Linked DNA regions of Mus musculus: all the other regions are linked to region 1. A link is a contact called in public Micro-C and promoter capture Hi-C data. All regions are on one chromosome and are shown on one strand. The core of a region is the stretch at or near the end of the contact, and the rest is flanking DNA. Distances in the headings are between cores, read along the strand shown.

The links. Promoter capture Hi-C pulls out the DNA fragments that hold promoters and counts their contacts. Hi-C and Micro-C count contacts between places; a contact is called where the count stands out from the background.
Region 2: a contact with region 1 is called in a Micro-C map of embryonic stem cells, with 4 times the contacts expected there. The contact joins the promoter of Fendrr here to the promoter of 6430548M08Rik in region 1. A contact is called at or near these places in 1 of 39 promoter capture datasets (stem cell-derived epiblast-like cells), 1 of 484 Hi-C or Micro-C datasets (embryonic stem cells) and 1 of 9 other capture datasets (embryonic stem cells).
Region 3: a Micro-C map of embryonic stem cells shows a contact between it and region 1, with 3 times the contacts expected there. The contact joins the promoter of Cox4i1 here to the promoter of 6430548M08Rik in region 1. A contact is called at or near these places in 6 of 39 promoter capture datasets (the 3T3-L1 cell line, the C10 cell line, the HPC-7 cell line and 3 more), 5 of 484 Hi-C or Micro-C datasets (B cells, CD4 T cells, embryonic stem cells and 1 more) and 6 of 115 datasets of contacts at active chromatin or transcription factors (the SCID.adh cell line, astrocytes, embryonic basal ganglia and 3 more).
Region 4: a contact with region 1 is called in a promoter capture Hi-C map of hippocampal neurons, with 4 times the contacts expected there. The contact joins the promoter of 1190005I06Rik here to the promoter of 6430548M08Rik in region 1. A contact is called at or near these places in 6 of 39 promoter capture datasets (the 3T3-L1 cell line, the C10 cell line, cranial neural crest and 3 more) and 2 of 484 Hi-C or Micro-C datasets (embryonic stem cells and rod photoreceptor).

Annotation. Positions count from the first base shown.
Region 1 is chr8:120,110,393-120,116,901 of GRCm38.p6, reverse strand. 6430548M08Rik (RIKEN cDNA 6430548M08 gene) reads right to left here and starts at 2,750. Exons shown (of 13, transcript NM_172286.4): 1 at 2,585-2,750.
Region 2 is chr8:121,080,720-121,087,228 of GRCm38.p6, reverse strand. It overlaps Fendrr (Foxf1 adjacent non-coding developmental regulatory RNA), which reads left to right and starts at 4,119. Exons shown (of 6, transcript NR_045471.2): 1 at 4,119-4,255. Foxf1 (forkhead box F1) reads right to left here and starts at 2,843. Exons shown (of 2, transcript NM_010426.2): 1 at 1,855-2,843; 2 at 1-510. The coding sequence starts at 2,830. The coding sequence ends at 350.
Region 3 is chr8:120,665,369-120,671,877 of GRCm38.p6, reverse strand. It overlaps Cox4i1 (cytochrome c oxidase subunit 4I1), which reads right to left and starts at 3,653. Exons shown (of 5, transcript NM_009941.3): 1 at 3,523-3,653; 2 at 2,496-2,569. The coding sequence starts at 3,632. It overlaps Gm27021 (predicted gene, 27021), which reads left to right and starts at 3,736. Exons shown (of 4, transcript NM_001308449.1): 1 at 3,736-4,121. The coding sequence starts at 3,900. It overlaps Emc8 (ER membrane protein complex subunit 8), which reads left to right and starts at 3,791. Exons shown (of 5, transcript NM_010926.6): 1 at 3,791-4,121. The coding sequence starts at 3,900.
Region 4 is chr8:120,632,041-120,638,549 of GRCm38.p6, reverse strand. 1190005I06Rik (RIKEN cDNA 1190005I06 gene) reads left to right here and starts at 4,160. Exons shown (of 4, transcript NM_197988.3): 1 at 4,160-4,282. The coding sequence starts at 4,196. All of the region lies in intron 1 of Gm27021 (predicted gene, 27021), which reads left to right. Gm33075 (predicted gene, 33075) reads right to left here. Exons shown (of 2, transcript NR_168723.1): 2 at 6,079-6,386.

The sequences.
Region 1 (6,509 bases), core at 1,501-4,000:
TTCTCCAAACAAGCCTTTCTAACCGCACAGTTTGTCCTTTGCTCCTTGGGATCTTACCAGTAACAGCCCTGCATGTTCTGTAATTCTGGCCATCAAGATGTTCCTGGCTTACCTGCACCTCTGTAGCAACTTACAATGAGTTCTCTGGATGGCTTCCTGTGACCTTCATTAAATGTGCTATCCAGAAAAGAACAAAGTCCCTGGAGGCACGGAGTAAAGGAAACCTTTCAGGTCGGACCTTGGCTTTGATACATGTACCCACGACTGTTTTAGCTTTTGGTCTGGCCTGAACCACTGACCTGCAGAGACAGCCATAAAGTAACCCCCTGCAGTTCTGTGGTGCTGCCCAGATTTAGAGAATGGGATAAAAAGCTTGTTCTTCCCTAACAAGAGCAGCTGTGTATGCTAAAAATAGAAAAAAAAATGCCACAAAACCTCAAACAATGCCACATCCCAAATCTAGGTGAACGCAGCAGAGCCAGCAGCAGCTCCATGGATTTCACCGTGCTTCTCTCTGGTCGGGAGATGGAAAAGAAAATCATTGGGGCAGGTCTCCCTGGACCGGCCATGCTGTCTTGCTTCACAGTTGAGGACACCTGACCTGTTTGGAAACTAAGCACTTGAGCAAAGATACTCTGCAATGCACTTCCTACTGGCTTTCTCAAAGCCTAGAAACAAATCTGCGTTGCCACAGAGGGTATAGGGAGAGGTAACAGTATAGTGATGCTGGTTGGCCAGCCCTGCTGACTGTCAGTGAGGCAAGGAGAGCAGAGAAGGAGACTCCACTCAGCCCTCCAGCCCAACAGGAAGCGTAGCTGCTCATGCCCATCTCACGTCCTCTTGGGTGATGAGCTACTATACCCAGCACTTTTAGCAACAAAGGTATTGTGGAGCTTTCTTTGCCTCCAACAGTTAAGTGGCCCTGGACAAGCGAGGCTTGGTTTCTTCATCTGTGTCACAGGAGGAATGATACTTGCCACTCCCAAATTAATGGTGGAGATGAACAAGGAGATCCTGTTGAAAGTACTCTGGAAGCTACCAAAGCAAGAGAACCGAGTGACAGGAGAAGTCATTCTCCTATTGTCATCCTGAAGTGGGGTGTCATTCAGCTTTCCATTCCTCTCTTTAGACGTGGTCTTGTTATACCGCCCAGGGTGACCTTGAACCCATGACACTCTTTTCTCCGCTTCTGGAGTACTAATAGTAAGTACAAGTCTATACCATTGCATCTGGCTTTTGAAATTTCATTTTTTAGTTGTTTTTATTGTTTAACTTTTTTGTATGCGTGTGACTAGGGGCTTGAGGAGGCGAGAAAAGAGCATCAGATTCTGTGAGGCTAGGGTTACAGGTGGCTGGGAGCCCCCTGAGGTGGGTGCTGGGAACTGAACTCTGGAGCTCTCAAAGATCAGAATATGCTCTCAAGGGCTGGCTGAACCGTCTCTTCAGCCCCTTGACGTTTCCTTTTAACTCGATGACTTTCCGCTTGTGAAAGGAAGACGAAGAAGGGAGAAAAGGAAAGAAAGCCGGGGTATTCACATGACTTGCCCACTCAATAGCTCTCTAGGGGCGCAGGGGGTTGGGAGGCTGTCCTCAGAGAAGCTCCCTCAGCGCCATTTGGGGTTATTCTAAAACCACTTACCTTGGAAGAAACAAACATTGCCATGAAGATAGAATGCATTTAGCATCTGCGGAGATAACTCACTTCAATTTCTTTAAGATTTGTGATGCGCGTATACTTGTGACATTCTCAAGAGATAGGAGTCCACTCCACATGAGCTGACACAGACCATCCAAAAGACAACCATCCCAAGAAACTTCTGGATTGCAACAGAGACTGAGCTAGCTCATCATCACCAACCAGAAATCACCAGTGTTTGAGGGGAAAAGAAAATCCCAGGTGTCAACTTTTTCCACGGAGCCCGTCAAAACAGCTTATCTGCCATCTTGGTCCTCAAAGGCCTAAACATCCCTACTTCTGACCACAGTGTGGAAAAGAGGGAAGGGATGCGGCTCACTAATGCCCGAGCCTCTTTGCCCTGTCTTGGGGTTCATGCTGTGTCGCTGTCCTGCTTTCAGGATTTGGGAGGGAGGCAGATCGAAGGGAATGAATCAGAACCTCAGCATCGGGTTACAGGCTGGATCCCAGCTGGGGCGAGGGTAGCCCGGCCTGCCAGCTGCCAGCTCACCTCTACCTCTGACTCACCACCGGGACAGCTCCACGTCGGGGGCCCAGCCCGTGCCAGCGCACCTGCGCCGGCAGAGCCGCGCTCCCGCTCACTCCGTAGGTCGCACCCGTGTGCGGCACTGGACTGGACCGCCGAGCCTGCTTCCTCCTCCCCTTGTCACCTTCCCACGTCTCATCAACCCTGCAACTCCGGGCGAGCGCAGACCCGTGCATGACTGGGTCCGAGTCTTCCCAAATCCTAGAAGCGGCCTCGGGGTCCGAGCCTTCCCAGCCCGCTCCGGCGCGGTCGTGGCCTCTGAGCAGCTCGCGGCCCTCCACTGAGACCAGCAGAATGACAGCCCTGCCCGCCGCACCGGCCGTCCAGCCGACCCGCCCACGCCGCCAGCGACCCCTCCTCACCGGTCCCGGCGCAGCCACGCCGCACAGCCCCTCGCGAGCGCAGCACCGCAGCCCGAGGCCCTCTCGCCGCGGCGGCCCGCGGGACCGGGCAGGGGGGCGGGCAGGACGCCGTCGGGTCTGCAGCTGCCGCGGATGCACCGCGCGACCAGCCGTGCCGGGTCCTTCTGAGGCGCGGCGGAGCGGGCTGTCAGTCAGCGGGAGCGCCCCGCCCCTTTAGGTGCACGTGACGCGCGAGCAGTCGGGCCCTTTGGATGTGTCGCGGAGAGAGTTGTCAGTCAACAGGGGGCGCCACGCCCAGTCCCACCCTCCTCCCCCGCGTGACGTACGAGTTCTCTGGAGCAAGCCGGGAGCCACGCCTCCAGAGCACCACGTGACTCGCGAGCTGTCACTTTTGCTGGGAGCGCCGGGCCTCGCTCAGCTCCTGTACGCAGGCGCGGGAGCGCCCCTTAGTCCCTGCGCCTCCCGACAGCCGCGCGGGTTCGCTCAGGAACAGAGTTCCAGCAGAGGATGACTAGGTCGCGGCGTTTTTGCGCGCAAAAGTGGTTTGGGAGAGGAAGGTGACCCTCGAGGCTGGTCTGGCCTGGGGTAGCAGAGTCCCAGCGTAGGTCCCGTGGACCCACACGCCTTTGAAGGCGCGAGTGGCCAGCTGAGTCCCGTTTGTCTTCCGAAAGGCGTGTCTTTAAGAGGCCAGTAGATTTGGCTCTTTTCATAAATAGGAGTAAGCACAACGTCCAGCCATTCAGCTTCTCCCACATCTCTTCAATAAAGAAATAACAAAGAGGCTGGGGGGTGGAGCTCAGGGGCGGGTCACTGCCTCTGAGTGGTCAAGGTCCTGACTCCCATGCCCAGCACCAGGGAGGAAAAGGAAAACTAAAGAAAACCAAGGCCGAACTTCTGGGATTTTTCTGAAGTCCTGAGGGTTAGGCAGGGGGCTGGAGTTCTGCCAATCAGGAAGATGATATAGATGGTGGTAACCGAGCACCTGCCCTTTGCTGACAACAGATGGGAAGATCTGTCCAACTAAGGCTTCTTGGGAAAGTTTAAGAGAGCCTTAGGAAAGGCTGGGAGCTAAAGTTCTTGGAAAGTTTAGGGACACGTGGCCACCCCAGGAGAAGGTCTCACACCTAGACGTCTGCGTGTGAGAACTTGGTGCCAGCTCTGGAGGGAAAGGGTGGGTGCTAGCCCTCATCCTTGTGTGGACACTAAGGACAGCTGCTCTGAACAGAGTCCAACAGACTATAGATAAGGCTCAGAAAAGTTGTAGAATGTGAGGGGACAGTGCCGGGGCTAAAGGAACCCTCCCCTGTTTCAGAGAAGGAAGATGGCACTAGGTACCAAGTTCTGTAACCCTGACCTCACCTAGACAGCTGTTGGGGAGCACTGAAGACAAATGTAGTCACTAAGGGATCCCATTCCATATTGAGGAACTCTACTTCTCCTCATGAGATTTAGTGGCATTTGCCCTGCCTTCTAATAGGCCTCTGACCTCCTCAGGAAGTTGGACAGAGGCAGATGACATGACATTTAAAAACGAGGAAGAACCTTCTGCAAGCCACAGACAAGTGAACTTGGTGTCAACCTAGGAAGTACTCAGGGTGGATGACTCAGATCATATCGGTGGCCCCTCTGAAAATGAAGCGCTGAGACACGAGACACAAGGAGCTAGATAATGAGGAGGCTGGGCTGTGTCTTGGTAGCTATGTTCTCCGGTGGTCAAGATGTTCCTCTGCAGGTAAACATCCTTGAATGTGCAGATAGGTTGTCCATTTTGTCAGAGACTAAGGTACCATAGGGCTTTCCCAGTTGCCACATGTGGGCATTAACAAAGATCTGCATCTTCAGAAGACCCCCACTTTATCATGCTATCATTTATATTGTGGTGGTGTGCCTCTCTGTGGGCTCTTCAAGAGGATCATGGGTATATCCTAAAAGGGAGATTTGGCCAATCATGATTTGGGAATGGAAAAGAGACATCATACCTTATAATCATAAAATCGGCCCGGCAGAGGTGGTGCACGCCTTTGATCTCTGCTCTTGGGAGGCAGGGGCAGGTGGATCTCTGTGAGTTTGAGTCAAGTTTGAGGACAGCCAATACTAAACAAGGAAACCCTGTCTTGAAAAACCAAAACCAGGGGGCTGGAGAGATGGCTCAGTGGTTAAGAGCACTGACTGCTCTTCCGAAGGTCCTGAGTTCAAATCCCAGCAACCACGTGGTGGCTCACAACCACCTATAACAAGATCCGGCACCCTCTTCTGGAGTGTCTGAAGACAGCTACAGTGTACTTTCATATAATAAATAAATAAATAAATAAATCTTTGAAAAGAAAAGTGTCTGAAGACAGCTACAGTGTACTTTCATATAATAAATAAATAAATAAATCTTTGAAAAGAAAAACCAAAACCAAATAAAAATAAGTAAATACACGGCTACACAGAGAAATCCTGTCTTGTAAAACAAAACAAAACAAAAAAAAAACAAAAAAAGTAAATAATCCTAAGATCTTCCCTTAAAACCACAATGTGGACCCACTTGGACATCCCACTCCAATCTTTCTCTGAAGTATAGCTTTGACTTGCTGAATAGATTTTTACTTAAACTGTCCATGTCTCTTGACTGAATTCTTTCCATTGAGAAGACAAGAGGCTCCCTCTAGAACCTGCAACAATGTCAAAACTTGTTTGCTTTATTTGATGGCTAGTTTACTTTATTTCCTGTTGTGGATATGCAGATAAGGGGCTGTGGTGAGAACGCCATCTCCAAACAAAGGCAGGGTGCCTAACCTTGGCTGCCAGCTCGCTTGGATCGGGGATCAACTAAGAGACCAACTTCTGATCTGGTGTAAGGGTATTATTTCCAGAAAGGATTAACTTAGGAGGAAAGCCCTCCTCCCAGGGTTGGTGGCACCTTCTATGGGGGGGGGGGGGCGGATAAGATGCAGGGGGAGAAGTGGTGTTGGTTTAGCCTCTGCCCCTTGCTGGTGAGCACATCTGTGCTCTTGCTGCCACCAGCCTTTGCTGACATCAGAACCCAGCTTCTCCGTCCTTCAAACATGGACTACAGGCCAGCAGCCTTCAGTGTCACCTCAAGGACTAATCAGCCACCAAGTTCTCTGCCTCTCTAGCATACAGATGGGCACTGTTAGGCTGTCCAGCACCTGTCACGTAAGGCGATCTAATACACCTCCTCTGTAGCCCATATTCTGTTCTGCTCCCCTGGAGAACTCTGACTGACAGGTGGGGTCTGCCAGGATTCTTTCCCTTAAAGGATGGTTATTAGGGTCTTTTGTGCCCTATAAGCGGGGCTTAGGGAGTTATTGCTGGGAAGAGACAGAATGACCAAGGTAACTCTTATAAAGAACAGCATTTTACTGACTTAGTTTCAGAGGTTCAGTCCATCATCGTTGTGGTAGGAAGCAGGGCCGTGTGCAGCAGACTTGGTGCTGGAGTTGCCAAGATGTCTATATCTTGATCTGAAGGCAGCCAGGAGGAGACTGGAATTCCATACTGGGCAGAGCTTAAGCACAGAAACCTCAAATCCACCCCCATAGAGATGCTCTTCCTCCAACAAGGCCACACCTACTCCAACAAGGCCACACCTCCTAATAGTCCCACTCCCTGTGGGCCAAGCATTCAAACACTTGACTCTATGGGGTACCCTTTGAAGAGGCATCTGTGGGGTCCCATAATTTAAAAGCCCAGCAGGCTCTAACTGCACAAAAGATACCACTAAAACCCATCTCTTCCTGCCTTGACTGTGCTGGCTAGTTTTATGGCAACCTGACTCATGCTAGTCATTTGGGAAGTAGGAATCTCCGTTGAAAAAACATCCCCACCAGATTGACCTGTGCGGCAGTTTTGGATTAACTCACAAGGGCCCAGGTTATTGTGGGAGGTGACGCCCCTGGGCGGGTGCTTCTGGGAACTC
Region 2 (6,509 bases), core at 2,870-5,369, 970 kb before region 1:
AGGGGCGGAGAGACCTCTGCAGAATTCTTTCCACGTATCTGGCTTCCCCCGACATGACACAGCACCTCCGTGGCTGGTTTCAGTGGGGTTGAAAGTATTTATTTACTGACAGCTGCAGTCTGACCTGGCCCCCGGCTGCCGCTGTTTTTTTAGAAATTAGTGAGGGAGTGAGGGTAGAGACGCTGCTCCCAGTCTGTGTTGGGATTTTCTTTACAAATAATCCGTTAGGGGTGGGGCTATCCCTTTTCACTTGCTGACGGGTTATACCTCCAGAGTAAAGCAGTTTGTGGCGGTGGGCTCCTGGTCCCTGGGCCGGCCAGGCTGGGCTGGAGGGCCCCGTGGCCTCACCTCACATCACACACGGCTTGATGTCTTGGTAGGTGACCTGCTGGTGATAGTAAGATCCTCCGCCTGTTGTATGCATAGAAGAAGAGGCCATGGCATTGAAAGAGAAGACAAACTCCTTTCTGTCACACATGCTGGGCGACTGTGAGTGATACCGAGGGATGCCTGTAGGGTAGGGCGACAGCAAAAGGAGGGAGCAAAACATTAGCTTCCAGGGCATGAGTTCAGGACCCAGCCTAGAAGCCCCAATGAACTTGGTTATGTGTAAGCAGGCAACTCAGCCCTGCTCTACACATTCCTCCTAGCCCCACTTCCTAGTAAAACTGGCCTTCCTGGGGTTCCCAGCATTTGGCAGGAACTGAACTGAGAAAGGGGACTACGGAGTCCTCCGTGGTCCCTCGTGGTCCCTCGCTGTGCCTTCCTGGATTTGGACTAAATCACTAACTCCAAGTCCTGCTCGAGGTTGCTTCCTGCCGCTTGGGCCTCTCCAGTCTGGACTCCTTGCCTGGCAGAGGGCTTCTTTGATGCGGAAGGGGAAGGCCTAGGAGGCGGCCCGTCCGTCCGTCATGGCCTCATGCCCCAGAGCCTGGAACGCTGAGATTTCTGCAGTTGCCATTTCCACCCTGGTGGAGCCAGAAGCCCAATGCAGGGTCAACAGAATTCAAAGCCCACATCAAGGTTCAGGCAGCTGAAGAGTCCCCTTAAGGACAGGCATAAGGTGTGTGTATATGTGTGTGTGTGGGGTGACCCTGTGGAGAGGTGGACCAACAGCTAACCACCTCTCTCCTCTGGTCTGCCTCCCTGGGGTGGCCCTGACAGCTTATTTATGGCTATCCCTCTACCGACTTTTCCTTCCAGAACTAGGCTTGGAGGCTGAAAGCTATCTTCTTTTTCAGTGGGGGAGTCTGGGGTGGGCTCTGAGGGGCCTTGAAACCTGGATCCTGAAAGACAAAGAGCATTGGGGCTTATGACTCTGACCCCCAACTCCAGGCCTGGCCACCACACAGGACCCAGCTTAAGTCTGCACAAAATGCCCCTGGACTCACCAAACCAGGTTTCCTGAAGGGCCTGGGCTGGGCCTCTCAGTGTTTGGTCCAGGCCTCTTTGGGCCTAACTCTTGCTTTGGGCCTAACTTTTCCGTTCTTGCCTGACACAGATTCTTTGCATGGGAAGTATCAGAAAGGTGGGTTTGTTGGCCAGGGCTAGGCCGCTGGCTAGATACACAGGGCCTTTGCTAGAGGCGAAGGAACCCAGATGTTCCCTGGACTTAAGAGAGCCTGGGGTCTGAGTCTTTTTGGTGTGAATGGGGCCTACCTGGTCAGGCTAGGGGCAGCCAGAAAAGAGAAACAAGAAACGAAACTCGACCAGTCTAAACTGGGGACATCAAAACTCTCCTTAGAGAGAGAGAGCAGTTGGTACCCAAAGAATTGGGGCTAATGCTCTAGAAGCAAGATCGGTTCACAGTGGCTGTCATGGCTTGGGTCTGGGGTTGGAGCCCCCTGCACTCACCTTGCAGTTCTGCCGGCCCGTTGTGACTGTTTTGGTGAAGGTATGGCTGCTCCAGGGAGTGCGTGGAGATGCTGCCAGACAGGGGGTTGGCGGCTGGGTTGCAAGGGGACAGAGGCTGTTGCTTGATGTAGGAGGCCCCGCTGTTGAGAGCCGCGGAGGCCGCGGGCGGCCAGGCTGCTGCAGAGCTGGAGTAAACGGCGTGCGGCTCCATGACTCCGCCGGCGCCGGCCGGCAGCAGCGGTGAAGCGGGCACCGAGCTGTCGTGGTGCGGGTACTCCCCGGCCGCAGAGCCACCGCAGCCACCCATGTACGAGTGGCCGCCGTTGGAGGGCAGGTGTGGCACCGAGTGGCTGGGCAAAGCCATGCCGTCCACGTTGCCAGCCAAATGGCCATTCATCATGCCCAAGCCGCCCTCCAGCGCCAGGCTGTTGGGCGCGCACGAGAGGCCTCCGGAGCCCTGGAAGCCGTAGGTGTCGGGGAGGTGGTTGAAGCCCAGCCCGTTCACCATGCTGTACACAGGCTTGAGCGCCTGGCATTTCCTTCGGAAGCCGCGCGGCCGCCGGCGGAACGAGCCCTCCTCGAACATAAACTCGCTAGCCGGATCGATGGTCCAGTAGTGGCCCTTGCCGGGTCGCCCGAGGCCCTTGGGCAGTTTGATGAAGCACTCGTTGAGCGACAGGTTGTGGCGCACGGAGTTCTTCCAGCCCTGGTAGGCGCCGCGGAAGAAGGGGAAGCGCGCCTGAAGAAACTGGTAGATCTCGCTGAGGGTCAGGCGCTTGCTGGGCGAGCTCTGGATAGCCATGACGATGAGCGCGATGTACGAGTAGGGCGGCTTCTCCGGCCGCCGCACGCCGGCGTTGGTCTTCTTGGCCTTGGTGGGGCCCGCCGCCGCGGGGTCCATGGCCTGGCCGCCCGCGCCGCCGCCTCCTCCTGTGCCCCCGCCGTGCGGCGGCTGCTGCTTGTCGGGCGCGGACATCGGGTGGCTGCTGCCGCCGCCGCTGCCGCCGCTGCTCTGCGCTGCCGAGCCGGGAGGAGGAGGAGGAGCAGGAGGGGAGGGAGGGGAGGGGGCTGCGCGGGGCGGCTGCACCTCTGCCGTCACTGCGGCTCCCGAGCGCGCCTCCCCCGCAAGCCCGCCCTCCCCAGGCGCGCTATTCTCCTCCTCCTCCCTGCGGGAGGCCACGCGCATCAGGGGGCCCGGCACCGCCCCCCCCGCCTACTCCCCCCCCCCGCCGGTGCACGCCTTTGCGCCCCCGCAGCCTGCAGTGTCCGATCCCCCGTAGCTATTCAGTGGGCTCAAGCCCCCCAGGTCCCTCCCCACGCGTCCCCAGCCCCCCTCCACCCCCGCTCCCCGGACTGCGAAGCCTGCCCCGCCTCTGCCGACCTGGACCCGGTGTGCCGGTCCCCGCCTCCTAGGCCCGGATGACCGGGCTGGACACGCGCCCGGGACTCCGGTCTTCCCGGCGCGCTGGGCTGCGGCGGTGGCGGAGGCCTTGGGTCGTGACCAGCGCGGGCAGAGAGAGCGATTGGGTTCCCGGCCCCCGGGGCAGGACGGCGTAAGTTCCCGAGAGGGACCGCCTCCCCTCACTCCCCGCCCTGGGAAGCGCTGCGCCGGCGCCCGGCGCTCCTCGGACTCGCCCAACCGCGCTGCAGCCACTGCCCCAGCCGAGCGCGGGCGGGCGGAAAACGAAACCGCAGGCGGCTTAGCGGGCGCTTTGTCTCCAAGCGCTGCAAGCGGGACCCGGAGAGTGGCTTCAGGTCGTGCAGTGCCACGAACCGCACAGGTTCCCTAGCAGGCGGCTTCGTGCACTCATTCATGAAAGCGCGCACACGCGTGCATTAACACGCGCCCGGAGCGCACACACAACGATGCCCCCAAGCGAATCCTCTAATCACCAACTTAGACGCGCAGGCTTGCACCAGTGCGCTCCCCACTCACGTTCCCCAGGGTCCCCCGGGAAGCTGCCACTCTCAGATCTGAATTCACAGAGCAAAGTCTCCTCGGAGCCCCCTCCCCCCACGCTTAACTCTGAAATCCGCTTAGTTGGCCCCGCGGCCCCGTGTCCCCTTTTACAAGCGCAGGTTCTGATTTCCTGAGAGATGGCAAAGTCCGGGGCAGGAAGTTTACAAGGCTCAACGTAAACACGTTCCGGGGGATCCTTTAATAATAAGAGTAGAGAAGCCCGCGGGCGCGGGGGGAGTTGGCCTGATGCCCCTATGGGCTCGGCCTGCCGCCGCCGCGGGGCCTCCGACGCTGCGCGCCAGGCCGGGTTCCGGAAAGCGGGTGGCGCAGGCGGGGAGCGCGTCAGGGAGCGGCCCTGGCTGCGGGGTCGCGGCCTTGGAGAGATGATGCGGGGCGCAGGACGATTCACGATCCCAGGTGGACTTGCGCGCTCGAAACCAGGTGAGTGTGGGCCTTCCGCAGCCCAGACACGCGCGCGCGCGCGCGGGAAGCCCTAGTGGCAGGGCGGGTGACGAAGGGGACCTTTACAGGAGTTGGTGCGAGGGACCTTGGAGCTAGGCGGCTGCGCCCTGGCGCGAGTTGCAAGAAGAGATGTCTGCGGGTCTCCTTCAAAGCCCGCTGGCCTCAAGTTTCTTTGGATTCTCGGTTCCCCATCTTCTCCCCACCCCCACGCCTTCAGCTTTGGTGGTAGGCGCCTTGTCGTCTTCGAGGCGCCTGGCACATCTGTGCGAGGGTCTGGGGGCTTACTGACTTAGGTTGTTGCTCTGTAGCTGCCTCCTTTGGCAGAACCGGGTTCGCAGGAGGCGAGAGTCGCCATCCCGTTCCTTTCTCCAGGACAGACTTTAGAACTCTGTGGTCCAACTAAATTAAAAGGGAGGAAGAAGGGAGGTGGACGCTTATGTGTGGTTATGTGTTCGTGCACATAGACGCTCTAGCAAGCCGGCTTCTGCGCCACACAGTCGGCCTAGACAGCACCCCTCAGCACCATCCACAGACTGGCGTCTGCCTTCTCACGGGACTTAAGTACAGTTAAGGGGCCCCACCCTGGAAGGGCGCACCACATGTAGCCTGCACGCTGCTGGACTGTGCCTTCGCCCACACAGAGCCACAGGATCACAAGAATGGGCCTTGTAGGCCAGAGCGCACCCTTCCACCCCAGGCCACACATTCCCACACCCCCAAGTTTTCTTCTCCCCCCCTTTCTCCTTTCTTTTCCTCTCCATTATTTTCTTTTTATTTACGGTTTGTTTTTTTTTTTTTTCCTCTTACACTGGCAATTGCAGACCTGAGGACTCTGGGCTGTACCTCAGGGAGGGAAGTTCTCAGAAGGGCGCTACATAGCTGGCCTTTAGCGAGAAGTGAGCTGAGGAAGGCGCCCATTTTCCGAGCCGGCACAGGCTGTATTTTGCATGCTGCCCCAGTCCAGCCTTGCCTCTGACCTCAGATCAAGGGTGCCTCCAAATCGAGGGGACGTGAAGCTCTTTTCCAGTTAAAGGATGTGTGCCCATAGGTGACCTCCAGATCTGCCCCCCTTCCCGAACTCCCACAGACCGCTGTCAGAGGCTCTTTAGGGTATTTTGTAGAGAAATTTCCTTTTCAGGGGAGGAAACTGAAGTTTCATTTGCCCTTCAGTCTTCAGGCCTACCTCCTAAGGCTGCCTGTGAGGGGGAGGGTCAGGGGAGCCCAGTTGCCTGAGGCTCAGCCCGAATTCCCACTTTCCACTGAGGAGAGAGATGGAAGTGGGTACCCAAGAGGGTAGGAACCCTGAAAGCCTATAGCTTGGATGACCCTCTACAGTTATAAAGCAATGAGGGTTGGGGGGAGTTGCCTATGTGTCTCGAAACAGCTCGCAGACACTTTGAGATCTCTCTGAATCCCACATTTTTAAAGAGGAGAAACGGAGGTTCAGTCATAGGGCTCTATCAGTGGCTTCCCTTGCTGGACGAGTCTCCTGGCCCCATAAACTATCTCCAACCGATGCTTTTATAAAGTGTCAACTGAAACTGGGGCGGGAGGGGGTGGGAGGAAGCCAAGCTCTTGGTCATTTTGTGTAACTAGGATGAGACTGACTTCAGGAGCAGGGTCATCATGCCTCCCTCCTAAGAGGCCGCGGGGACCGCTTCCCCCCCCCCCCCCCATATTTCAGTGTAGGATCACTCACAAGTCTGGATGGTCCCAGCCTAGACCATTTTGTATGGAGCCAAGTTTCTCCCTTTAAACGCGGCTCCAACTAAAGCACCCACTTCTTACGGTTGTGGCAGCAGTGAGCTGGGACGAATGTCACACAAAAGTCCCCCGGGGGAGCAGCCTCAGGGAGGCAGGGCCCTGGATCCATAGGGTGATACCTGCTCTCAGCTGAAAATCCACAAGACTCCCTCCGCATCTCAAATCAAATCCCTGCGCTTAGCACTGGCTCCAGGAATGCCCGCATTTCGGGGAGGACGCCCCCCACTCCGGGGCCCCAGGTATCTGCGCTGGTTAATTGCTTAAGTGAAGCCGCCGGCCGAAAGCGCGCCCGGCGAAACCCGAGCGCGGAACCAGATCCTGCTTCGGCCGTCCGGCCGCGGGCGCCGCCGACCACCCACAGCGAGGCCGGCCGCCCTGCTGCAGGTTAGCAAGGGCCGACCCCACGCGAGACTGCGCATCCCCGACATCCAGAGGGAGCGCGGGGGACGCGCCGAAGTGCAGGGATGGA
Region 3 (6,509 bases), core at 2,404-4,903, 550 kb before region 1:
GAGTCTCCATTCTTCTGCTCAACCCCACCCCAACAGACCCGCCGGGATTACTCTCCCACCTTAACCCTCAGCATCCCATAAAGTTGGCCCTGACAGCACACGCTGAACCCAAGCACCCGGCAGGCGGAAGCAGGAGGAGCTCAAGCTTGAGACCTGACTGAACAATCACAAAAACACTGTCCTAAAACTAGGAGACAATGATCAGAAAAAGAACGGCAGCTACTGAACTTTCCTACCAACACACACACACACACACACACACACACACACACACACACACACACACACACGCACGCACGCGCCCTCAACCCTATGCCTCTAGGCTAAAGGACTGCAGGCTATTGAGATAGATGTAAATTAGGGTGAGAATGTTCTAGAATCAATCAACTATGATAATGGCACATACCAGCAACTACACTGAAATAACGAGAAGTGACTTGAGTGACCCAATGTATCGTGTGAATTACAGCTCAGCTATCAGACTGCCATAAACTCTCATGGTCTCAGAGCATTGCAGCCATAAAGCACTACATTCTAGATCAAGAGTGGGTAAGTTGTTTTCTAGGCGCACTTGAGAGCTTTTGTGCCTCTTCCATGGGTCAGAGGAAAACAAAGGCTAAACCCTCCTCTTTTAAAAGGTCAGGGTCAGAGGTGCAGAGCCCACAGCCGGCTTCCTCGTAGCTGTGGCCACCTGTGCAGGACCACACTCAAATGTGCAGGGAGGTGACCTCACCTGAATGAGTGGCCTCATTAGGCAAGAACTGGCATCGTCCCCACCTGAAGCATGAGATACGTAGAAAGACGCCGACTGCTGAGGGCCACGTTGCACATGAAGACAAGTCCCAAGCAACCATCCCTGCTCCTGGGCCTAAGGGCTGTGGGTAAGGGGAGCTGGCAGGGTTACTTCCAAGTAGACCGGGTTGCAGAAACCTTCCCTACCTACCCAGGCATATGCCAGGCCTCAGTCACCCTTCTTGCCCTTAGTAAACCTCAACCTTTGGGGAAAATTTACAGAATAATAATAAAAGGGGGAAAAGCAAAGACTGCAATCACAAGATCACTTCTGTTCCCACCCCAGGCAAGCGCTGCCCGGGTTGTCAGATGTTAAGGCTCAGATCTCTTCTCAGTCACCTCACACCATGAATACCTCAACTGACAGCAGTGCCCCAGCAGGCTCCCAAAGCGCTCTAATACTGTGGGCACAGATGTCCACAGAGGACAACAAGGAGACTGCAGCTCCTTGTCCACTGGCCAGACTGCCAAAAAATGACAGCCAAGTCAGACAAAAACTGGTCTTGTCACAGATATCTGTGCTTGGAGATGGAGCATGTCTTTTCCGTGTTGGATAATAAAAGAGGGACTTCCCTTACCCAACACCCTTCTGTCTCAGCCTGCACCTATGGTGCCCCGGGGAGAGCAACAGGACACAGCACTCTCACTGCTGCAGAGCCTTAGGACACCAGCAGCTGGCCCATGGCTGAGGTGAAATCCACACAGCTCAGACTCAAGCCCAGCAGCCTCCCTTCGCTTCATGCTTCTGGGATGGCAACAGAAGCGGGCTTTATGCGTTTACAGAGGCTTGTGGCAGGAAAAGATTAAAGACAGACATGGCGCCAGACAGAGGGACAGAACTTTACAGGTGTGGTGTCCTGCCTTTAACCACAGCATTCACGAGGCACAGTCTGGAACCCTGTGGGTCCAAAGCCAGTCAGAGCTACACAGTGAGACTGAGAGGAAGGAGGGAAGGAAGAAGGGAGAGAGAAAAAAATGTAAGAAGAAAATAAAGCAAGCAAAGACCCAGACTAATAGGATTTATCCATGCTCCTTCAAGCAGGCAAACGCCCTGTTCAAATTCTCATCTCTCCCTAAAATCCCGGTAAGGCCAAGCTACCAGGCATCTTTGTTAAAAAAATCCCAGCACAGGACCTGAGACATAGGGGCAAAAAGACATTTAGTTTGCCTGTTTGAAAGTAAAAGTCGGGGGCTGGTGAGATGGCTCAGCAGGTAAGAGCACTGGCTGCTCTTCCAGAGGTCCTGAGTTCAAATCCCAGCAACCACCCGTAATGAGATCTGATGCCCTCTTCTGGTGTGTCTGAAGACAACTACAGTGTACTTATGTATAATAATAAATAAATCTTTGGACCAGAATGAGCGGGGTCTACCAGAGCGAGCAGGGTTGACCAGAGCGAGCAGAGGTCCTAAATTCAATTCCCAACAACCAGATGAAAGCTCACACCCATCTGTACAGCTACTGTGTGTACTCATATACATAAAATAAATAAGTAAATCTTTAAAAAAAAAAAAAAAAGAAAAAGAAAGTAAAAGTCCTGAGCCGGGCATGGCGGTGCACATCTTTAATCCCAGAACATGGGAGTCAGAGGCAGGTTAAGTCTCTGCGCTCCAAGGCAGCCAGAGCCATGCAGAGAAACCCTGTCATGAAAAACCAAAGGGAGGAGAAAGAAAAGGGCAGGGAAGGGAGTGAAAGTCCTGCTCACCATGTGCTCGAAGGCACACCGAAGTAGAAATGGCTCTCTTGCCAATCAGGCTCAGCGCTCTGGAAGCCAACATTCTGAAAGACAAAAAAAAACCCTTATACCTCTTAACAATGACAGCAAACACCTTTTAGCCAAAGTCTTTTTGCGGCAAAACATTAAGGAAGTAAATGCAACTTATCCCCCGAAATGTTAAATGTTTTTTTTTTTTTTTTTTGGTAATGATTTCATCAACTTTTTAAGGCACGGACTGGCCTGAAAGCTTCCACTATTACCTTCCTCTACCTCGTAAGAGCCGGCATTACAGGCCAGAGGCATGCCCCCAGGATCCGGTTTTTATTACTGATGCGAAGGCACAGGGTGAACTTCCTTACATCAAGCCAAGGGCTGTAATATACATGGCTTTGGCCAATGACTATAAATCCGGCTTCTTAAAAAATTAACTAGAAAGACAAAAATGACTGAAACTGCTAGAACTAGATATATAGATAGATAGATAGATAGATAGATAGATAGCACGGTAGCACACCTCCTGCGACTGAGTTTTATTTTAAAAATTGACTTGTACAGAGACTGCGAAGGGCAAGCGGGAGGAGGCCGCCCAGGCTCAGGCCCTGGCCCGCTTCCCGTTCCTGCGTCCCGCAGGCGACCTGGATGACCCTGTCACCCGCCCCAGCGACCCGAGCCCCACGCCTCACTGTAGCACAACCCCTGAGATTCGATCCCCGAGAAAGAACGTCCGAGCCCGGGAAAAAAAAAATCAACGCCCGGGGCGGCAGAAACCGTAGCGTGACGTCAGGGCTCAGGTCGCTGTCCCTCGGGCCTGGCACAGCGGGAACGCCCGGTGCCCGGCAGGCCGGAGCGGGGACCCGAGACAACAGACCCGCTCGGGGAAGCGGGCGCCCCAAGGTCACCGAGCCGCTCAAGTCCCGGGTCCGGGGGCGTCTCGGAGGCACCGCTCCCGGCCCCGGCGCTCCAGGTCCTCGGGCCCCCGACCGTGCCACCCTCACCCGCCGTCCAAGGCCGTCACCTGCCACCGCTGCCCAGGCGACCGCCGCGACCGCCCTCTACACCCTGGGGTGCTCGCGACCGGAAGAACGGGGCCCGCAACCGGAAGACCAAGACGGAGCCGCGAAGCATCGCGGGAATCAGGGAAGCCCCGCCCCAAGCCCGTCCGTTTCAGAGCGCGGGGCGGGGCGGGGCGGGGCGGCGCGGCTCGGGGCAGGGCGGGGCAGGACGAGGCGGGGCGGGGCGGTAACTGTCGCGAAAGGCCGAGCGGGTAGCAGCTGCTTTCCGGCAGACGTTTTCCGGCCGACCGGCTGAGGCGGGAGGCCGCGGCCGGAGGTGCGAGAGCGTCACGGCGTGCAGCGGAGGGTCGTGGCGGAGGACCGCGGTGCGTGGGTCGCGATGCCCGGCGTGAAGCTGACTACGCAGGCCTACTGCAAGATGGTGCTCCACGGCGCCAAGTACCCGCACTGCGCCGTCAACGGGCTCCTGGTGGCCGAGAGGCAGAGGCCGCGCAAGGAGCATCCTCCCGGAGCGGGCAGCCACACGCTCTTCGTGGACTGCATCCCGCTCTTCCACGGCACGCTGGCTCTGACGCCCATGCTGGAGGTGGCGCTCACCCTGGTAAGCTCGCGGTCGAGGCCGCGGCGCGGGGTTCCGGGCCGGGCGGAGTCGGGCGCCCTTCGCGGGACGCTGCGGCTGCTCCCGGGGAGCTCTCGAGGTTTTGTAAGATGACCGAGAAACTCGAATGTGTGGTGGACGTCCTTAAAACCAGCACTCGAGATGGGGAGGCAAGAGTTCGAGGCCAGCCTGGTCTACATTAGTGAGATCTGGGATAGGTAACGTTTAAAGTTTAAACTTAATGTGTTTGTGAGGCCACAAAGAAAAAAATGCCTATAGCATGTAAATCTCTAGTTTTACAGAGGTTTTTTTGTTTGTTTGTTTGTTTTTGTATTTTGTGGGTCCACTTGCCGATTTTTTTGCCCCAGACTTGCTGTTTTAGCAAGATTATAGGTTATAATACGGACTGCTGTTTCTGCGCTTGTAATCAAACTCGGTTTCTCTGCTTAAGAGACATTTGCAAGACCCGGAATTCTAACTCTGCGGTTTGCCTTTATAAAGCCCTGGACTGATATGGTCAGGCGCTGCTTACTACATCTTGGAAGCGCTCTCAGGTGCAGTCCTGACGCACCTGAGAAACAGATCAGACCCGTAACCACCCAGTCTCCCCACAGCCTCATTTACATCTCAGAATGAGCTCTGAAGTTAAAAATCTGAGCTGGCCTAGGAGGGAATGCTAATCCTGTCTCCCCCTCTCCCACCAAAATGACTGCATTGAATCGGAGACTTGCTTTGAATGTAGCCCCCCATGCTAGCCTGGCACTCCCAGCACTTCCTGCTCTAGATTCCTGAGAACTGGGATTACCGACGCGACTCGCATTCCTTGATTTCTGTTTCTTTTGTTTTCTGGGGGAGAGGGTTAGGGTTTCACTCTTGTGGCCTTGCCGAGTTTGGGACTCTTCTGTAGACCAGGCTGGCGTCCTACACACAGACCAGCCTGCCTCCATCTCCTGAGGCTAGGTCTAAAGGTGTGCACTACCACCACACCTTGCTCATCCATTATTTAATTTACATTAAAACACCAGAGGTAATTTCCAGCAAACTACAAGAGCCTACAGGCAAATCGGCACGTTTACTGGGCACATTTTGAATGTTTTTTAGATTCTTTCTGAGCAGGAGGAAGGTTTGCAGATGATACTTCGTTCCAGAAGAGAAGCGTGCTTTTAGTGCCTAAAGTGTCTCTTGAGAGTTCCTGTGGGTGATTCTGGCCACCGTCTAAGTTGTTCTGTTAGCAAGGGAGTTGCACCTGGCTGGGCCCTGCCTTCCACAGTAGGGCAGGCTTCTCAGGTTCTCTCCTGACTTGGTGGGGTGGATTGAACCCAGGGCTCAGTTAGACTTGGATTTGTAGAGGTCTGGCAAGCTCTGTGCTGAAGAGCTCCTAGCACCAGCTGATGGAGGAGCTGGAGAGATGGCTCAGTGGTTGGAGCACTGGTTGCTCTCCTAGAGGAACAGTCCTAACTAGGTCAGACACCTATAACCACCACTAACTCTGTCTCCAGACTCCCTCTTACGGCTTCTTGTGTGTACTGCACTCATGCCCATACTTATAGACCTGAACTTAAAACTAAAACAAGGGCCAAGGCAAAGTGGCCTTAAAGTTCAAGGCCATCCTGTTCCACACAGCTAGTTCCAGGACAGCCAGTGCTAATGACACCCTGTCTTGAAAAAAAAACAAAAAAAAAAACAAAAAAACCCACAAGGTAGTTTTTGTGTTTGGTTGGTTGGTTGGTTTTTCCCCTCCTTAAGAAAATTAGCTGGTCAAAGTTGGAGGGTTAGGATGGTCAGGGCATTCAAGTGTCAGGCCAGCCCAGCATCCCAGGCCATGTGACCTGCCTCAGGGCCTCCACATCTGAGACGGTCTGGCAGTTGACTGTCTTGGACTTTGTGCACCAGATGCTGTGACCACTCTCTTCCAATGCTGCCCTCCACTGTGTCCCTTTAACAGTGTGGAAACACTGAGTCCCCAGTGCTCAGTTTAACAGTTCTCAGGCCTGAGCTCCATTGTGATGAATTCCGATGCCTGTGGAGTGTCTCCCTCAGGCTCTTGTTGAACTTGTCCCTTCATCACCTGCCAGTCTCAGATGAGCTGCCTCCTGCAGCAGGTTGCAGGCTCCCCTTGAAGGACTGGGGTCTGACAGCATCTCTCTGGACAGTGCATCTGTCCCAGGATGTGACCCTGTGCCCATGGGAGCAGCAAAGTCCCTTAGAGCAGTATGCCTGCTGCTCCCTCCCTCCACCCCTCTGCTCATACTTCCTTGTCCTCCAGTCTGTCTCTTCCCAAACACACATAGTTCCCGGTACTACTGTTCCTCCTATACATGCCCCCTGCCCTGAATATTTTCCTCCACTTCCCCTGGGCTGTCTAACCAGCCTCCCCGGTGCCTGAGTTTT
Region 4 (6,509 bases), core at 2,911-5,410, 520 kb before region 1:
TTACGAGCTGCCTGATGTGCCATTTCCCATGCCCCTTTTCATGTCCTTTATGGCATCTTCTAAAGGTTTCATTTGAGGACCTGGTCATCAATTCTGTGGTTTTCTATTTGTTGAGGTCCTGGTTTTGTTGTCATTGTTTGACTGGGTTTTTGTTTGGTTGTTTTTTTGTTGTTTTGGTTTTTTAAGACAGGTCCTCATGTAGCCCAGGCTAGCCTTGAACTCCTTTATAGCTGAAGATTGAACTCCGGCCTTTACCTCCTGCGTGCTAGGAAGAGTTTATTTGACTTACACTTCCACATTAGAGTTCATCTTTCAAGGAAGTCAGGACAGGAACCCAGGCAAGGCAGGAACTTGGAGGCAGGAGCTGATGCAGAGGCCATGGAGGGATGCTGCTTACTGACTTGCTCCCCATGGCTTGTTCAGCCTGCTCTCTTATAGAGCCCAGGACCACAGGTCTAGGGATGGCTCCACCCACCATAGTCTGGGCCATACCTCAATAGTGATTGAGATCAAGAAAAAGGTTTCTATTGACCTTGAACTCAGGGATCCACCTGTCTCTTGCTCCCAAGCGTGGGGATTAAAGGTGTGCTGGCATCCACTGCACCTCCATGCAGGCCTTCCTCACCTCCCAACTTACACCCCTGCAGGAGGCTCCTGATGTGTAGTCAGCCAGGCCCTCATGCTGAGTGCCCAGAGGCAGCAGAGCAGCCAGCTCCTCCATGTTTCTGGGCTACCAGAGGAGCAGGCAGAGTACAGGATGGGGCTCCATGGTAACCAGGACTAAAGAGTGGGGCAGAAGGAAGGAAGAGGACTGGCCTGTGGGAGGCAGCCGTGGCCAGACTCTCAGTCTTCATCCTTTCTGGGTTGAACACACCCAGAACGTTCTCAGCCTTTTTCTATTCTGCCCCATCTACCATGACAGCCTCACCTCAGCCTCAAGGCCCTCCTGCTCTTGCTCTCCTTGGTCCTCAGAGCCTAATGCCAAGAAGGGTGGACGTACCTGGCACTGGAAGAACTTGGGTCATGTAGAACAAGACACAGGAAATTGCTCCTGAGGCTGAGAGGAACAATAATCCTTAGAGGTGAAGGGGGTGGGGTAGGAACAACTGTCCCACTGCCCATGCATCTGGAAGGGGACCTGACTTCATAACCAACCTACTCAGGACAGCACCAAGGATGCCCAGCTTGCCCTAAAACTCCAGGTGATTCTGAGATGACTTCCCCAGGTGCCACCTGATCTTCAATGTCTCTGCAGCTGTTTTCCACAGCAGGGTGAGGGGAACCCTCCTCCTCTAGGACCCAGAGTCGTTTGCAGAAGCTTCTAGAAGCTTCAATACCACCTCGCCATAAAAGCAGCCACACACCTCGGCACAGCCTGCAGCTGATGGGCTCTTGACACTAGATTTCCAGGTCTCCCTTGTGGCCAGCTGTCACCGGGTATCACTGGGCCTCTCTAGCTCAGCTGAGTCAGGCTCCGGGCTGGAGGAGGTTGAGGACATTACCACATCTGTGTCACTTACTTTTTCTTTTTCTGAGACCTTTTTCTTGTAGCCCAGGCTGACCTTGAACTTGATATATAGCCCAGGCTGACTCTCTTGCCTCCATCTCCAGAGAGCTGGGATCACAGTTTATCAGGTTCTGGTGATGGAACCCAAGGGTACATGCAAGTTCGGCAAGCACCCTACAAATGAGCCACACCCACAGCCACAGTCCTGAGCTCCCTGAGTGATTCCTGCAGGCTGTTGCTCTGGGAGCAACTGGCAAATATTCAGGGGCTCTCATGTAAGGGTATTGTAAGTGCAGAGGTAGTGTTGTGCTCCTAACATCGGGAGAGCATCAGGGGAGCAGGGAAGGACCTCACTGGGGGAGAAGGAGGGAGATAGAAGCCATGGCTCAGAGGCTCAGCCCCAAGTTCTCAGAGGCTATGGAGAAGCGCCCACCTCAGAACAACAGGTGACAGGAGCATTGCCCCGTCTCCCATATGCACCCCACACACACACCCACACCCACACCCATGATGGGTGCTCTCTTGCCAAGGACTAACTGGAGATGGTCAGTCAAGAAGCTGAACGTGTTCTGTGCTTGTGACTCCTCTAAGCCAAGGTTCCCACAATAGCCATACGTGAGAATAACTGTCTACCCCGGAGGGGTGTCACAGGCACATGGGGACATTGAGGCCCCTTGCCGTGTTGGCATTAGATCAGTACTAGTGACAAAGAACAAACCCAACTTCTGGGGCAGGCTGACATCCACCAGCACCGGCATTTGGCTAGCCCAGGTCCTTCGCCATCCAGAAGAGGAATTCAAAGACTCTGGCTGCTATCTCCTAGGGCTCCCATACCTCCTTAATCACCATGAGAGGAGACAACCTTGCCCCTTTGCTCCAGAGGGCAGAATCTGGACATAGGGCCATTGGCAGCTCAGGAAGTAGTCTGTTGGGATTCATGGGAGGAAATGATCAGTTAAAAGGCCATGTAGGGCTGGTGAGATGGCTCAGCTGAGTGCTGAGCCACACTGACTGCTCTTCCAGAGGTCCTGGGTTCAAATCCCAGCAACCACATGGTGGCTCACAACCATGAGTGAGATATGACACCCTCTTCTGGTGTCTTAAAGACAGCTGCAATGTACCTACATATAATAAATAAAATCTTTAAAAAAAAAAAAAAAAGGCCATGTCATCAGCCTTTGGAAGGTTCCAGGGAACCCCTAAGGAAAACTAGGAATTAAGGGGAGGAAAATTTTAATCAAATATGTGTACACATGTATGGGAAGCATCTGTTCTGTGTTCCAGAGAAGGGGCACGGCTGGGGGAGGTGATGTAACATGCTGTGTTGTGAAGCTGGAGACCACAGCAAACGCCCTGCTCCAGCTCCTAAACACTTCCGCCCATCCTGGTTCATGCCTGGAGACAGACATGGCAGGCAGGCACAAAGTGCTGGCCCAGGAATGCCCACTTCACACGAGGACCTGGGGGCTCAAGCCAGGGCAGGCCCCATGTTGCCTGGGGAAGGTGGGACATGGGCTATCCTACCCACTTCTGCTGGAATTCTGAAGAATATTTGATCCATCTCCTATCCCTGTGGCCTTAACAAAGCCAGGGTCTGAAATGTCACTGCATTTTTCTTTAGTGATGGTTCATAGTAGGATCGTACCTGTGTATCCACCGCAGGAATTCCACTTTCCTGCCCTGGACTCAGTTTCCCCTTATAGTCATTAGAAACATACACAGCCCGGGGGTACGGAGACCTGAGGCTGGTAGAGTGGCCACACGCTACAGACTTGCGACAAAGAATTGATCTAGGCAGGTGCGTGGGGCATTGAGGAGGGTCCCATGAGAGAACCATTAAGATACAGGGCTGGCCAGCACTCGGGAGGCAGAGGCAGGCAGATTTCTGAGTTCGAAGCCAGCCTGGTCTTCAAAGTGAGTTCCAGGACAGCCAGGGCTATACAGAGAAACTCTGTCTCGAAAAACCAAAAAAAGAAAAGAAAAGAAAAGAAAAAGAGACAGGGCTGGAAGCCACACCTGGGTATTGAAAGGGTGTGGGTGTATGGCTCAGTGGTGGATACTTGCTGGATGTATGGAGGAGGGGTACGGGGAAGCCATGACATCAAAAACATAAAAATAAAGGTGGCTAGGCATTGGCCCCAAGCTTGTAATCCTAGCACTTAGGAGATAGAGGTCAGAGGATCAGGGGTTCAAGGGCAGCCTTGTGTGGGCTACAAGAGGCCCTATCTCAAATAATACAAAAGTAATCATGATATAGGGAGTGGGGAGGCGGCAGCCCGAGGCCTCTGAGTCTTCACCCTCAGGTCCTCTGCCAGCTGTGACAGGCGGGGGCACGTGGCCAGTCAAAATGCCAGAACCCAGCAGCGGGGAAGCCCGGGAGTCACAATGCCACCTGAACCTCCCAACTGCAGCGACGAGCCGGGGGCGTTACCTCTGCGTCTCTGCACAGGAGGCGGAGCCGGGCTCCCCATTTCCTTCCACAGAACCGGGGACAGCCGGCCGATGCCCAAACTTTGCCCGGTGCCGGGAGCGCGGCTGCGGTGGGGGAGGCGGGCAGGGAGGCGCGGCGGCAGGGGTTGTGGCTGAGCCCTGGGCGGGCTGCGGGGCGGAGCGGCCCGGGCGGCGCCGCCCTCCAGGTGCCGGGCGGGGGCCGAGGCAAGCGCGGCTGCAGGCAGAGCAGGCCGGGCCATGACCCCCGCGGCCCACGGCTGCAAGCGCGTCGCCTGGTGTCCCTCACGGCCGCCAGCGTCCGCGCCCAGCGCGCCCCAGGAAGCGGTGAGTGTGCGCGCGCCGTGCGCGCCACGGCGGACGCACCGGGACCTGGGTTTTGGCGACCTGGGATAGGGACCCAGGACGAGGGACCCCAGGATCGTGGAGATCTGGGACCAAGGGGACCCCGAGGTGGGGAATCCGAGACGGTGGAGACCCGGGTTGGGGAACCCGGGAGGGTAGGGAGCATGGGGTGGGGTGGAGACGGGGGAGGGGTGGCCTGTGGAGACCCCAAGGTGGTGGGGACTCCAGAGTGATGGGGGACCCTTTGGACCCTGGCGTCCCACAACTTCCTGCAGACTTCGCTGATCAGCTCGGCCTCCTCTGGCCGCGTGTCTGACATCGGGCGGGGGCGTGTCCCGCGCGTGGCAGCCTCAGGCCCCTCTTTGCACCCGGCTGGGTTGTCAGGTTGCCGAGCAGTCGGGCAAGGTGGGGGCAGGAGGCCTCGGGAGGAACCGCTTCCCTCCACCAAGTGTTTCCAATGTATTATTGATGAGCTGCCTCGCTTAGGGGCGCCCAGTACATCAAAGCAGCTTCGCGACCGCAAAGGGCGACCCGCTCGAAGCAGGCACTTCTCTTGGCAGGGCTGGCCCTGGCAGATCTGGGGAGGGCGCTTATTAAAAAGAGGACCCGCAGCTCCCCTTGGGGACTCTGAGGGCAGGAAGGACTTCTGGCCTTTGCCAAGAGAACGGTGCAGCGCAATGTAGGAGTCGTTCCCGAGAGAGTAGAGAAATGTTAGAACACGCCCTGTTTTACAGACAAGGAAACTGAGTCCCAGACGGCTTCTCCTGTGTGGCAGATTCTGATGTCTCTCTCCAGCCTGAGACACCTCTCTGGTTGTGCTAGCAGCTGAAAGCACCTCTTGCCTATCCAGATCCCTTTCCTAGTCAGGACACAATGTAGCTTGGTCCCCTTCGTGGTCCCCCCTCCCTCAGGTCCGGGTCCTCTGCACAGGAGAAAGGCTGTATATTTATGGAAAGACTTAATCCCTCCACCAGCCCCAAGGCCGTGGAAAGCTGTGTCTAATCTGTCCCTGGAAGGCCTCAGCTGGTGGGCACACACCAGGCCGGAGTGTGCGTCCCCTAGGGAGGTGTAGGTCACTTACAAAGCAACTCGTCCTCCTGGGCTGAGGACGCGGAGATGTGAGTGCTTAGCCAGCAGTTGGCCTGTGCCAGACCTGCTCCTGAGCTGGCTGTCTTCACACTCACACAACCCTCTAACCAAAGTTGCCTCTTGTCCCCATTTTAGAGGCGGGAAACTGAGGCAGGAAGGGTGATAAGTCCAGGTGTTAGCCCTAAGGCAGCAGGAAATGGCTCTCATCTTGGGGGTTAGGAGGGGAAGCTAGGCCAGGCCTGTAAAATCATGGGAAATAAGCCCACCATAGAGACTAATAGGTGATAGCCCACTCAAGAGAAATCCACTTTGCGTGTCAATCTCCCAGGCCCCACACAGCCATGGTCTCCCGCTAATAGCCACCAAAGTCACAGAATCCTTACCCCTGTCCCTGGGCTCAATCATTCAGAAAAAGAAAACTGTTTAATTTCATTTTATGTGTATGATTGCTTTGCTGGCATGTATGTCTGCCCCCTGCACATGCCTGGTGCCCTTTAAGGGCCTTGGAGCCCATGGAGATGGAGTTACAGGTGGTTGTGAGCCACCATGGGGTGCTGGGAACAGAATCCTGGTCCTCTGGAAGAGAAATAAGTGCTCTTAACCACTGACCGATCCAGCTTCTCCTCACACCATCCCAAGTTCAAGCCTCACTGTTATAGAAAACATATGGACACTTTGTTGCGCTGTTATACTTTGTTAAGCTGCGGGCTTTATTGTTTAGCAGATGTTTTTAATGGAATGTAAGCGGCAAAGTGGAGCATAGATATCCTCAAGTGGCCCAGAGCAGGCAGCAGGCTGGTGGGAAGCCAGGGTTAGCCCTGGGTGGGGTCTTGGGTGGGGTTTCCATGATTGTTGGTCTCTCTAGCTTCCCCAAGACTCTCAGGTTGGCTGTCTGGCCTTGAGGGGAGGTACCCCAAGGCAAGCATCTATTCTCAGCACGGTGCCGGAGCTGGAATTGAAGGAATTCTAATCCTGCCGCACAAATCAAGTGACTTTCCTAAAGAAGGAAGAAACCCAGAGGGGGGTGTGCCCAGCCGGAAGCAGCTCCTTGTGGGAGCTTGGGAATCAGCTAACAGACCAGGTTGCCCTACCCTGCCTCCCCCAGCCTCTGGGGTCCACA